Regions from separate parts of the Mus musculus genome. Here region 1 is linked to region 2. A link is a contact called in public Hi-C data. All regions are on one chromosome and are shown on one strand. Each heading gives the region's core, a stretch centred on a gene start, on an enhancer-like site or on the middle of the called end of the contact. The rest is flanking DNA. Distances are from core to core; before and after follow the strand shown.

Region 1 (7,128 bases), core at 2,621-5,120, 80 kb before region 2:
CTTCCCGAGAAGAGCATGCCTTGACTACTGTGTTTCTCTCAGTCCGCGGTGTGCTCATTAGTTTTGGTTTGGTTGGTTGGTTTTTTGGTGTGTATCTGTGTGCAGATGTGTGTGTGTGTATACATGTACAGGCGTGTGCCTATGGAAGGCAGAGAATAATCTCAGGCATTGCTCCTCAGGCTCTATCCACCTGTTTTGTGTTTTAAATTTTGAGACGGGGTCTCTCACTGACCTGGAGCTTGTGGAGGAAGTAGGCTTGCCACTGGCTGGCAGGCTCCAGGATCCGTCTCCACCTCCGCAGCACTGGGAAGGGATGATTTGACATGGGCTTGGGGACAGAACTGTCCTTGCAAGGCCAGCTCTTCACTGACTGCGCCATTTCCTCAGCCTTGGGTTTTGGGCTTTGGCTGTGCCTTGTTTGTTGTTGTTGCTATTGTTGTTTTTATTGATTGATTGATTGATTGCTGTAAGAACTTTCTGCGTGAGTACTTTTACTTACACCATTTCTACCTCCTTTCCTCTCCCGACTCCAGTTCCTCCCTGTCCCCCTACTCTCTCTTAGATTTATGAACTCTTTCTCTTTAATTATGATAGTTACACATTTTGTGTAGTTATATTTAAAAGAGGGAAAAAGTGTTTAGTCCTTTCTGAAAAGTTGAATAGATATTCTCTAAGTCACAGTTACAAAGGTATCTAATCTCATAAGTAAGGTTAGAGAGCTGGCTAATGCTTGGGAAGTGAATTATGTAGTTGTACATTTCTGGTCATAAAAAGCTTAATACATGTACTTTGGAAGGCCAGGGTTTCATGGAGAAGGCTTGGCCTTGGCTGTGGAGTTGTGAAGGGATCTCTGTACCATGCAGATCACCCAGAGTATGATGTCAGCTGCGTGAGGCTCTGGGTTGATGGGGCTTTTGGCTCTGATTTTTCTCTTCTGTTTTTAACAATGGAATATCTAATGTAGGCCATTCAGTGTGGTGCTAGTGAGGGGACTCCACTTGCTGTGGAGAAATTCCCTCTTCCCTCTTCAAACAATGATAGCAGCAGTATAGGCAGATGGCAGCATATCACCTCCCAGCATGGGACCCTCGCATGGGCTCATTAGTGGGTGTTCTGTAGCCAACTGTATTAACATCAGAAAGGTGGATGACAGAGCAAGCTTGTCACAAAGCCATGGAGCAGGGCCTGTGGAGACAATTGTTCAATGTAAGTGATGATAAAATTCACCAGCCCCAAGTTGGCTTGTATGTATAGCAGATGTCTGCTTCCATGTGCCTGTTTATGCCAGACTATCATGCATACAGTGACTACCTCTGTTGTTGGGATCGTGGGACTGTTTTCCCCTTCATTAACTTTTTTGGTGTATGGAATAAAGGCTTTCCTGATGGCATCTTCATAAAGATGTACGTTGCTCATCCTTACCTCCTTTACCTTCTCTTCCCTTCTCCCCTGCCTGCTGATCTCTTCCTGTCCTCTTCCCTCCTCCTGGTCCCTTTCTGCCCCCAGTAGTTCCCCATCTGTTTTGTGTCCTGTGTATACCTGTATACATCAGTATGGATTCCACATAGCAGAGGACATGATGCCCTCCAGCTTCATGCAGTTGTCTGCATATGACTGAATGGTGTGCCATTGTGTAAATGTGCCACATTTTCTTTATTATTCATCTGTTGATGGACAGCTAGAGTGCTTCCATATCTTGGGTATTATGCACAAGAACATGGATACTCAGCTATGTGTCTAATGAGCCAACTTAGACCCCTGAGCAGTGCGGCTATGGAGTGGTGAAGGCCTCTGTCCTATGGTGGTTCTGCTTTGTTATTTTGAAGAAGCTCTGCTGACTGCTGTAGTGGCTGCATCTGCTCACGTGTCCGTATCCTCACAGTTACTATTCCCTTTGTTACAGGTTAAAGGAGCAGGAAGTTCGAAGGCTGATGCGTGCCCGAGGTGATGGACCCTGGTATCAATTTCCAACCCCTGAAAAGGAGTTCATTGATCATTCTCCAAAGGCAACTCCTGACAACTGATGATTCATTTGTCTGTCCAAGAACAGTGTGTCCCTCTAGTGGGAAGAAATGAATAAATACTCTGTATTTTTGCTCTGATGTACACAAGATTCTGTGGCTGGTTCTTCATGAGGTTCAGGTGATGTGTTCTCTGTGGGCCTTTCAGCTTCATCTGTTGGGATTTACAGGGTAGTAATGAAACCTGGAGGTCTGGGAAGTTGTGAATTCCTAAAGTGACACTGTTGATAAGCTGCTGATGCCGTTGTCTGGCAGGTGGAAGGTGCAGCGGTCCTGTGAATATTCAGGAACTGTAGTCATCTGTCATTGCAGATGGGGCTTATTTGGGACTACTTGGAATTTTAAGTTCAAAAGAAATACTGAACCAACCATATAAAATTATCAGGACCAGAATAAATAAAGCCTTAGAGTTTACCTGTAGCATCTTGCTTTACTTTTGGGGTACGTGCCATTCGTTTTTAGTGTACAGACACAAACTCTTGAGACACAGTAACTGAGCTCCCGTAGAGCTCTGTTCTGGAAACACTGAAGGTGCCTCCTTCCTAAGCCTGGCCGCATCCTTCTGGCTGCGTCCTTCTGGCTGCGTCCTTCCTGGTGCTGGTGTTGAACCCGGGCCTTCAGTAGGCTAAGTACACACTCACCTCAGAGCCACAGCTGCACTCTCTAGCTGTGTTTCACTTTTAGATCCTTCTAGAATGCTGACGGAGGGCTGAGGATTTGGAAAAGCGGCAGAGTGCTGGCACACATGAAGCCCCGGGCTTGGTCTCCAGTACTGCGTGACGTGTGAGTTAAAGCTACCTCATGCCTGTCATTTGTCAAGCTCTTACTGTCTGCTGAACATGGCTCCAAAAACATGGGCTCTTTCACAACCTTTCCAACAGCGCCATTTCCTGTCAAGTTCTTTCTCTCCTTTCAGGTGAGGATTAGAGACTTCAGATGTGTTCAATGTTCACAGAAACAGTTTTCATTTCCAGTGTCTGTTATCTTTCAACTCAGGCCAGCCTTTCTTTGCATCTGCTCTTCATTCTTCATGACAGTGTAATGAACTCAGATTGTGTGGTTTCCAGCTGGTGGTTTTCTGTGGGGCATGTGGACCATGCTGTGAGAGGAATGGGCATGAGACTGCCAGGGTACAGCAAGTCCAAACCCTGGAAATCTCAGAACTTGAGTCTGACAGGAATAAAACTAGCTCCTTCCCTGTTTCTGTGCCTGCCTTGGAGTGTGTAACCTTGAAACCCCCAACCAGGTGCCACAAGTAGTCAGTCGCATAGCATAGCACCTGTTATTCCTCCTCAGACAAATAGAGCATCACCAGCGCCTTAGTATCGGCCAATAGGATCCCCCCAAATCCCAAGGTTCATAGCCCTGTCCACATGGAATAAAGCACACAAGCTATTTCACCAAGGGTCTTTTGAGACTGGCTATTTTTACTGAGCTGTAACATTTGGGGGAGGGCTGTCTCCCCCTGATGTACTCGTTGGACTTTTGGTCCCATCTGCCTGGCAGAGGCTCGACATCTCCATCACTGGCATCTTCGCCACAGCAGCTGCTGGGCCCAGGACCTGGGGATCCTCCCCACGGGCTGCTGGAACCCCTTTACTCTTTACTCCTTTTCTAAGAGCTGTAACACTTCTAGCATCCTGCCCAGTCTGGAGTTCTGTGGACCCCCATTCCGCTTTACCCCCTCTCAACTTGGCGACTCTGCTGCCCTAGAAAGAAGAGGTTGACCGCAGACCCCACCCATTCCAGACTTCACCTTTCTGACCGGTGTATCAGCAGCATCTAGACACTGCGAGAGGAGAAGCAGAGCCTGGAACCAGTTTTCTACATAATTGTCCTTGGCCCAATAGGAAGGTGTCTGCTGCTGCCTAAAGGAACAAAAGAAATAAAAGGCCACAGGGCCACTTGTCAGGCTGCCTGCTCCCGACCTCCACCAAAGTCTTCTGGAGTGGTGGAAGCTCCTTGTTTTCCCAGAAAGGGATGGCCACACCCCACTACCCCAAAGATTTGTCCTGAGGCTTTCCTATGCAGTCCCACAATTCTGCCTACAGATTGAGAGAAGGACATAAGGTCTCTGGGCCCTGCTTATGCAAACCATTTTGTAGGAGAACTAGGAAAGAGGGAACAGGCCATGAACATGTTGGATCTGTAGATATCATTCACTTTTGTGCATTGTGCTCTCTCTTTTTTTCTCTCATTCTGACCATAGTTTCCCTTCCCTCTGCTGCCCTCAGCTCACCACCACCCAGCTCAGTTGTAGGTTTCCCTTTGCCATTCTACTAATCTGAGGGATATATCATTCCTTATGTCCTACTAATATACAGAAAGCTTGGCACAGAAAGAAAAATCCTGTTAGAAATAGTTGTTAAGTCTAATGTGTAACAGATAGGAACTAACCATATCTTTACAACCATGCTTACACACACACACACACACACACACACACACACACACACACACATACACACATTATCCTCACTTAATAGGCTTTGGAAAGTTGAATAAGTCATATTAAGTTACATCTGATGAAAGGTATGTCTTTTGGAGTGGAGTTAAGTTATTCTTTTTGGGTTTGGGGATGGGGTGGGGAAGTGGGAAGTACTGGAGACCAAACCCATATGTGCCAGCACTCTGCTGCTTTTCCAAATCCTCAGCCCTCTGTCAGCATTCTAGAAGGATCTAAAAGTAAAACACAGCTGTGGCTCTGAGGTGAGTGTATACTTAGCCTACTGAAGGCCCCGGGTTCAAACATCAGCACCAGGAAGGACACAGCCAGGCTTAGGAAGGAGGCACCTTGTTTGCACTTGGGACATGCCTGTTTTGAAGGGCTCTCTCCTTTGGATGTACAAACGTTGCACAGCGAGGTAGGTCTTGTTATTTCATAACTAAACACTGGCATGTATCTGTAGTGGGCTGGATGGAGTGTCTGTAATCCCAGTACTGACTGAGAGGCAGAGCCAAGAGGATCCTGGTGGCACACAGGCCAGCTAGTCTAGCTTCTAGTCAGTGATCAAGTTCCAGGTTCAGTGATAGACTTTGAAAAACTAGTATATAGTAAGGCCTTACATCCAATTGTCAGCTCTGCAAAAATAGAAAATTTGTGATAGATTAGACAGACAGACAGACAGATAGACAGAGAGAGATCAAACTCAGGCTTACTTATGAGCACTCCCGGGTTTGTGGTAGAAGAAAACAAACTGCAAATTGACTTATGACCTCCATATGTATGCTGTGACTTGTACCTACACACACACACACACACACACACAGAGAGAGAGAGAGAGAGAGAGAGAGAGAGAGAGAGAGAGAGAGGGAGAGAGAGAGAGAGAGAATTAGAGGGAATAAGAGAGAGAGACTTTAAAATTAGACATATGTCAAGAACAGCACACAGTCTATTTTTAGTTCATTAATAATTGTCATGCAGGTTCCTTCTCAGGACACAAAACAGCATAATAAACAGTTCCCAGGAACTGACATGGCGCACTTAAATAGACAACTCTCTGACAAAGCCAGACTCCAGTGACATTTCATCAGCAAGGTGGAAGAATGTTTTCGTGCCTCTTGGCTGGCTTGCCAAACACGTTACCAGGGCTCAGGTCTGGACTGGCTGTGTTTGGGTTCTCCACCTCTTATCCAAAGGGTTGATTTAAGGGCACACACAGGGTTTCTAAATCAGCAAGGTGGCAGATGAAGTCAGATACACTGTTGAGACTGAAGCCTGCTAGATCATTCATTGTGGTTATTTTTTATGGTGCTCAGAGACAGAGGACTTGAATGACTCAGGTATAGTTTGGTTGGTTCTTTATTTTGATTGACAGACTTGGACATATACTGAACATGATCAATGTTCATGTTCCTTCCCCTGATGCATCCGATTTTAGTCTTATGCATATCAAATTATGCATAAGCATAAATGGGGGGATTCTCCCTAAAAGCTCAATTAGAGGACAATGTGCCTATTGTAAAGCACCCAAGACCAGTTCAATCTAGATCAACCCTCCTATCCTCTTAGATGAATGTATTGGGAATACACTCGAATAGACACTGTTTGGTGGTTGCTAAAGGAAGGTGAAACTTACCCATTGTTTATCATACTCATATTAAGTAGGTATGTGCAGCTTGATACAGATGGGGGTTCTGGGTTTCTAACAGGTGGCTAGGTGCATTGTTCAGAGAAGAGTGGATATACATGAGTGAGGGTCTTAGGTTTCCAAATGCATTGTTAGAAGAGGGCCCATAAGATATCAAACCAAGGGGCTGGAGAGATGGCTCAGAGATTAGGAGCACTGACTGCTCTTCCAGAGGTCCTGAGTTCAATTCCCAGCAACCATAGTGGCTCACACCATTTGTAATGGGATTCGATGCCCTCTTAAAAAAAAACAAAAAACAAAAAACAAAAAAAAAACCAACAACCAAGTAGAGTCCTAGGTTGCTCTGCTATTCCCTATGCTTGCCTGCTTCACTGAGCTGAACACCCTCTTCCTCTCTTTTACTTTCCTTTTGCCATAAGGGGAACAACTGCTTCCAGCAGATAACTCCGTGATTATACTGTTTTGCCACAGGGCCAAAAGCAACAGGACATGGGACTCTGTGCTCACAGACATGGACCAATGGGCATGCTTTCTAGCCTTTGCACAGTCTGTGTGGCAGGAGACTTTTCAATATTGGGCCCTCCTCCAGACCCTTCTTGAAACTTTGTTTTTCTCAGAATATAAAACTATCTTTATGAAAGGTGTCATATATACTTTAAAAAGAGTTTCAGTCTAGTTATATCTGATCTGCGTTTAGTTTAATTTGCACCTTAAAGCGATTTAGGTATGCTTTGTTATGAATTCGGGATTGAGATAATCATCCCAAGAATAGTTCAGATCATGCTGAGCTTGAAGAGGCCTACAGTAAACCACTCAGGCTCCTGAAGTTTAAAGTAACACTGTCTGCTGAGCCATGTCTTGCCTCCTACAGCTTTTCACTCTGCTGTGAAGGCCGCAGAGACCCCCCACAACTAATCAATCGTGAAATCTCTTATCATGAGTGAAAGTAAATCTGTCTTTTAAAATTGATTATCTCAGGTACTTTGTTACCATAATGGAAGACTAGCTAACAGTGA
Region 2 (6,748 bases), core at 4,002-6,501:
CTCACATTTAACAGAGTCTGATCAGGGTGGGCAGTTTCATCCTGAACCCATCTCTTTTAAGAGTAAAATGAGGGTCTTGAGAGATGGCTCAATTGGTAAAGAATAAGGCTTACATTTGAGCCTCAGAGTCCATGCTTTAAAAAAGCCTGGCATGGCCTATGGAGGCCACTCGGTAGGCATGTGCCTGAGTTTGGATCCCAGGCCCACAGTACAGTTGGGTGAGGCTGTGTCGTGCAGGGAGAACAGAAGACTGGTAGCTCCTGGTGCACACTGGCTAGCCAGCCCATCCTACTTGACAAGTTCCAGGATGATGCGAGACTGCCTCAAAAGAAAAAGATGGATGGAGCCTGAAGACCAACACCCACAGTTGACATAGCTGATGTTTGGCTTCCAAATGCATGCACGTACATGCAAAAGAATGCACACAAATATGAACACACACAAAGAAGAATAAACTTAAGCTAAGATGTTAAGAAAAATGAGATTATGAGATTTGTAGCTAAATGGATGGGACTAAAGACGGTTATTCTGAGTGAGGTCACCCAGGCTAAGAAAGACAAATAGTACCCATCTTCTCTCATTTCTGTATGCTAGCTTTGAACTTCCACATGTGTGCATTTGGAATACGCACAGAAGTCAGGGATTTAGTAAGAGGCTTTTGGATGGTTTCAAGGGAGGGGAGATAGAACAGAGCAGTTCAAAGGGATGAAGGTGAGTAATGGGACAGGAAAGATTAAAGTGGGGAGGGGCTAGCAGGGCAGGTGGAGGAAGGATATGGACATGGATAGCCAACACTAATCATTCTGAAAATACAACATGGAAACCCACTAATAGACTTCTCTCTCTCTCTCTCTCTCTCTCTCTCTCTCTCTCTCTCTCTCTCTCTCTCTCTCTGTTTTATTAGACTTACCCTATAATGGCTCCAGGGTATAGGGAGAGACTATACTTCAAGTAGAACTCTTTTTGAACTTTTGGCCAATGGTGTCCCATAAACATCACACATTACAAGCTATTGCCAATGAGTGCTCTTGACTATTCTCCTGAACTGGTGGGACCCTGTTGCTTAAGATACTACGTATTTGAGTGACAGAAAATGGAACAGTTGAGTTGGTACTGACCCAGAAGCTTCACCCCCACTAGGTAGGTTTTATTGTACTAGAAGGTGCTCTGCACACAAGCAGAAGAGATAAGTCCTCATCACTTTGATCTGGTTTTGAACCCTGCAGGTTACAATAAGTTATTGTAGGTGCAATAGTGGGACACACGTTTTGGGAGTCACCAGTCACTTTCTGACTGTTCCTAAGGCCTGTCCCATGTGATAAAATCTATACATGACAGTGGAAGCATGGTCAAGAGCTGTGGCTAGATAGGTGAGGCCCCAGGGGAGACCTTAAAACTGTTATTATTAAATGGGCACCATATGAACTATAGAATGAGAACTGATGTCTGGCTGCTACACACCCAGTGCATTTTTCAGTCCTCATCAGAGAAGCTTCAGTGTCACAGCAGAAAGCAGTGAGCACAGAGACCCTCAGCCAGTCACCATGCAGAGCGTCGTAAGAGACCGTGGAGCTCAGCTCTAAATGAGACCCACGGCTCACAGCTCTTCCTTCAAGGCTCAGGGATTTTTGTGGAGATGGAGAAGGAGTGGTGGACAACTTGAGTGAAATGGTGTTTTCTGGACACAACAGGGCAGTTGCTCATCTGATCTCACAGAATGCATGGAGCCTGGGAAGGCTGAACACAGACAAATCCCAAGGTGGAGGGGAGGAGGTGGGCAGAATCTCATCACTGGCTGAGGAGCCTTTGGTGTTTGATAGCTGCCAGGAGAGGAGAAGTTCTCTTTCTTTAATGGCATCATCTCTGGTAGGGTCATTACATGCTCGGGCCCGCCGCCTCCCAAGACTGGGCAACACTAACGCGACTGGATGGGGTGGAGAATGAAGAAGAAAGTCCTAAATTTGGTGGCTAGGGAGGTGAGGGCAGGAGTGAAGATGGGCAAAATACACCATGCTCTGTATGAAAGTCTTGAAGAATTAATAAAATATTATTAAAATAAAAATAAGTTAATTTAAGAAACGACCAGGAAAAGATTTTATTGCTAATGAGTTGGTTTCCTTCCCCGTTTCTGTTTTTAAGCCTGTGAGTTACATGTTTGGGTTTTAGATTTACTTTAGTACCAGTGACAGGGTCCTCAGCCAGCTGTGGCTGTCATCACCCATGGCCCTGTGGGGTTCCTAGTAGCTCTCCTTTGTGCCCTGTGCCATCATGCTTCCCAGATGCTGCTGGTGACAGCATCCTCATTGCTCAGTACACTCAGAGTGGGGATTCGGTTTTATAGGTGAGAAACAAAGTATCTGACTCCTCAGTGGCCTGGTAAACAGGTGGCACTAAGGCCTAGCTCTTATGCCAGGGAGATGGCAGAGTGACCCGGTAATGTGGTGGGATGGAGGCACTTTTCATTTTAAATACTCCCAGTGGCTTTTAATCCTAACACAGGGGAAAGACAGCTCTTCTCTTGTTAGTGGGGCCTCCAGAGCCGGTGTCTGTCTCCTCCTCTTCTACCGTCCCCTCCTGTCTCCTGCTCCTTTAGCACCCTGGCTTTCTTTCTTCTGCTCTGTTTTCTTTTGATCTGCACTGTTCCTGAGACAGGATCTTGAGCATCTTCTGTAGCTGGGGATGATTTTGAACTGCTCATCTTCTTGCCTCTACTTCCCAAGTGCTGGGATCGTAGGCAGTGCTGTGCCAACTGAGCTCCATCCCTATAGTCTCTTTTGTTCTTTCAAGAGCTTTGAAGATCAGTTTGGCTTGTTGTACTTGTAGTTAGGCTGCTTATCTTTCTTTGCTTGCCTGAGCTCTTAGTGTGCGTGTGTGTGCGTGTGCGTGTGTGTGTGTGTGTGTGTGTGTGTGTGTATGTGTGTGTGAGAATGTAGGTGCCTATAGACTCCAGAACAGGGTGCCCTGAAGATGGAGTTATAGGAAGTTGTGGGCCACCTCCACCCAGTGTGGGTTCTGGGAACCAAATTCAGGCCCTCTGAAAGAACAGTAAGTGTTCTTAATTGCTGAACCATCATCCAATTCCAATTTCTATGTTCCTGAGTAACATAGAAAATACCAAGAGAAGAGGGCTGAGGAGATATCCCAGCCAAAGGCCTGAGTTTGAACCCCAGAACTCATGTTATATAAAAAAAAGCCAAGTGTGGTGGAATGCACTTATAACGCCAGCAGCGGGTAAGCAAAGGCAGGTAGATTCCTGGAGTTTGATAGCCAGGCAGCCTAGCTTAGCTGGTGAGTTCAGGCTCATAAGAGACTCTTTCTCAGTCAAAGAAGACTGTGCCTAAAGAACTATATCCAAAGTTGATCTCTGCCCTTCCCTTGCACATGTGCACACATGCACAGGCACCCCCTCCATGTACTTGGACATGTGTACTCGCATGTACTTGGGTCATTTCACAGATAAAAGAATGTGAATGAAACAATTCCACGTTATCTCCCTCTCACATGAAGAGAATGTCTCACGCCAGAAGATGTATGTGGTGTATATTATAATTTACACACGCAGTTCGGTTACTTTCTTTCTTTTGGTGGGAGGGTCTTCTTATGTATCCCAGGCTAGCCTTGAACTCTCAAACATCGGGTCTTAGCCTCCCGAGTGTTGGGATTACAGCTGTGTACCACCACATTTGTTGATTACCTTTTCTTTGCAGGAAAGTCACTACACAGTGTGTTCCCTCAGTATAGGCTCCCAAGTCTGTTTTTATGGCTGACATGTCAAGGAAGGGTTATAAATGAATGTTACTTCATCTCATGATTCCAAGCAGCTGATTTAGTGAATTTTTCCTTTACTTTTATTTTGAAGTCAGTGTTCTAGAAGATACTGTGTGCCCTTGTTCGTTATGTCTTCCTAGTATAACAGTGTGTGGGTCAGTCTCCATCCTGGCTGTGACCCTGTGCTGACTCTGGCTCCCTGGATCATGCTTATTATGGTAGTGACCGTTTGTTTTCCACAGGAGATGCTGGAAGCGTCCCCAGCTTCCCGAGTTGTCATCCACACAGACACATTCTACTTTTCTGCCTGCCAGTGAGGCTTGTCTCCAGGAAAACGCCTTCGTGAACAGAATTCTCTGAACACCTGCTGATTGACAGTGTGGAGAGTTTTTATTTGAAATGACTGCTCACTTGTGTCTTGGAGACTTGTGCCCTTGACCTTTGGATGGGAATCTTCTGTCACTGTTTTAAATGGCAGACAATGGAGAAGAAGTCACTTTGCCCCGATGGTACTCACAAATGCACGCAGGGTAATACAGAGTAGAGAACTGGCTGTGTACATGCCACACACATATTGAAATACAATACATGGGCTTTCGACACTGCTTGTGTAGTATTTGATCCTGTGTGGGAGATGTTGTCAGGTAAATTCAACGTAGAGTTCTGGGCAGTCTGTCCGTCTGTCTTGTGTGTGTGTAAGGTCAGCTGGAAAGTAAATTATTTCCATCCACAGTTCCTGTTGTTTGTCCCATAACATGTAAGTGTCGACACTGGAAAGGGAAGGTGGGTACTTATGCATGCAGCTGATTTAGTGAATTTTTTGGATGAAGAGGACCTTTAACCACTGAGCCATCTCATGGCCTAAGATTGTTTTAATAGCCATTACTTCAGGAGGTTGTGAGAATGTAAGAAGTTAGTCTTTATTATTATTTTTTTATATATACATTTAACACCAAAACGCCTAGTGTGGTGGTGCACACAGGTAATTCCAGAGGCTGAGGGAAGCAATTGTGTAGCTCAAGGCTAGCCTGAGTTACATGGTTTGTTTAGGGACATCTTGGATTATACAGTGAGACTCTGTCTCTAAAAATGAAGACTAATTGCAAACTCCCATCTTCCTGCAAAGCTCCAAAATTTATCTTTGAAAAACTCTTACTGAGTTAAATTTCAGTGTTGTTGCCTTGTGACGTGTCAGCTTTGCTTTTGTGTGGATATGGGCTTTATTCATAAGACTCTTAATCTTTCTTCCTCCTGAGCCATCTCTCCATCCCCTGTAGTGTATTTTAACAGGACACCTTTATTCTCCCTGTCTCTCTGTCTCTGTCTCTCCATCTCTGTCTCGTCTTTCTCCATAACACAGTGCATGTGTGGAGGTCACTGGATGACCCACGGTGTTTCTGTCCTCACTCTCCACCTTGCCTGAGGTCGGGTCTCTTTTGATGGTTACTGCTGCTTAGGCCGGGCTCCCTGGCTTGAGAGCATCTTTGGCCCTCCTCCCTCTGCCTCCTTTTTCCTGTAGCAGCGCTGTGATGACAGATGAAAGAGACTGCACCAGTTCTTACATGGAAGCTGTGGTTTTTCTAGAAAGCACGTAATTCCAACGTTCTCCCACAATCCTTCCCCCAATGGTCTCTCACAGCAATATTCCACGCCGGTGCTAATATCTGTTTCAGTTTGGTTTCTATTGCTCTGATAAAACACTGAGACCAAGAGCAACTTGGTGAGGATAGGGTCTATTTCACCTTACACTCCCACGACATAGTCCATCACTGAAGGAAGTCAAAGAAGGAATTCAACGCAAGAACCTGGAGGCAGGAATTGAAGCAGAGGCTATGGAAAAGTGTTGGTTACTGGCTTGGTCCTCATGACCCTTCTTACCCTTCTTTCTTATTTATACAACTCAGGACCATCTGCCCAGGAATGGCACCACTCAAAACATGCTGGCCCCTCCCACATCAACCATTACACACACACACACACACACACACACACACACACACACACACACACACACACACACACGCACGCACGGCCCAGACTAGCCTACAGGAAATCTGGATGAAGGCATTTCGTCAGTGGAGGCTCCTCTCTGCAGATAACTCTAGCTTATGTTACGCTGACACAAATCCAGCCAGGACAGATAGAGGAGCATCACTCTCTATCTCAGAGTGGTCTGAAGCTGGCTGTAGCCTAGGTTTTAAACTCCTGGCTCATTCCCCTACCTCTGCTTCCTGGTGCTGGAATTAGAGCTGACCTGCATTTAGATGTTAATGAGGCAAGAGGGGAAAAGCTCAGCTCCTAGATTGGACTGCTTGCTGATTCTTTGCTGAGGAGCTATGGGTAAGCTTTCTGTGGCTGTGTGCCCTGAACTCCAGAACTATTGACAAGTCCCTATGAAATACCTTCACAAGGGCACGGCAGCCACGCCCCATCTCAGAGGCCAGTCTTGTGTGTCAGATGGCAGGCTTGTGTGGGTGTTTATAACAGTCTTTCTTGCTGGTACTTTCTCTCTGAGTTCAGAATTGCTCTGTTTGATTATGGACTTTGGGGCAATGCTACACAGCCCTAGAAATGGATACCCAGAGCTTGGTGCGTTAAATTTCTAATGTGTCAAATGCCCCAGAAAATAAAACAAACAATAACGACAAAATGTTAGATGGCTTTGATAGATTATCAGAGGATTAGTCTGCCTATTACTTTGGAATCTGCATTGTAGAGCAGTTGTATATTTTTCTTTAGGAAAATGTTCTTGTATAGCATTTTCCCTCTTCCATTTGCTAATTTCTCTGTTCTCACTGTTTGCCTACATTTTCCTCTCAGATGAAGATCTCCTGGCCCTGGTCTGCATGGCTGTCAGATGTGCTTGGCTTCCCTTCTGCTGATTTTTCCCAATTATAAAGTGACTACACTAGTAGGATAATTGCCTCATAACAGCAGATAACCAACATTTATGTCATGTTTTGTGGCATAGGAAGCTTTT

Evidence for each region. A called contact is a pair of places that touch in the nucleus more often than the background predicts.
Region 1: a Hi-C map of embryonic stem cells shows a contact between it and region 2, with 1.7 times the contacts expected there. The contact joins two enhancer-like sites. A contact is called at or near these places in 1 of 39 promoter capture datasets (embryonic stem cells), 9 of 484 Hi-C or Micro-C datasets (embryonic stem cells, nephron progenitors, neural progenitor cells and 2 more), 4 of 115 datasets of contacts at active chromatin or transcription factors (differentiating embryonic stem cells and embryonic stem cells) and 2 of 9 other capture datasets (adipose tissue and pancreatic islet).

Annotation. Positions count from the first base shown.
Region 1 is chr3:32,749,126-32,756,253 of GRCm38.p6, forward strand. It overlaps Ndufb5 (NADH:ubiquinone oxidoreductase subunit B5), which reads left to right. Exons shown (of 6, transcript NM_025316.2): 6 at 1,904-2,434. The coding sequence ends at 2,024. Among named protein-coding and RNA genes, the nearest start is that of Ndufb5, 16 kb to the left of the region's middle. Within about 2 kb of position 3,871, at least 3 of the 459 cell types and tissues checked have an H3K27ac peak or open chromatin away from gene starts, as enhancers often do. A contact at or near this core is called in embryonic stem cells, where this site is marked.
Region 2 is chr3:32,827,965-32,834,712 of GRCm38.p6, forward strand. All of the region lies in intron 1 of Usp13 (ubiquitin specific peptidase 13 (isopeptidase T-3)), which reads left to right. Among named protein-coding and RNA genes, the nearest start is that of Usp13, 14 kb to the left of the region's middle. Within about 2 kb of position 5,252, at least 10 of the 459 cell types and tissues checked have an H3K27ac peak or open chromatin away from gene starts, as enhancers often do. A contact at or near this core is called in embryonic stem cells, where this site is marked.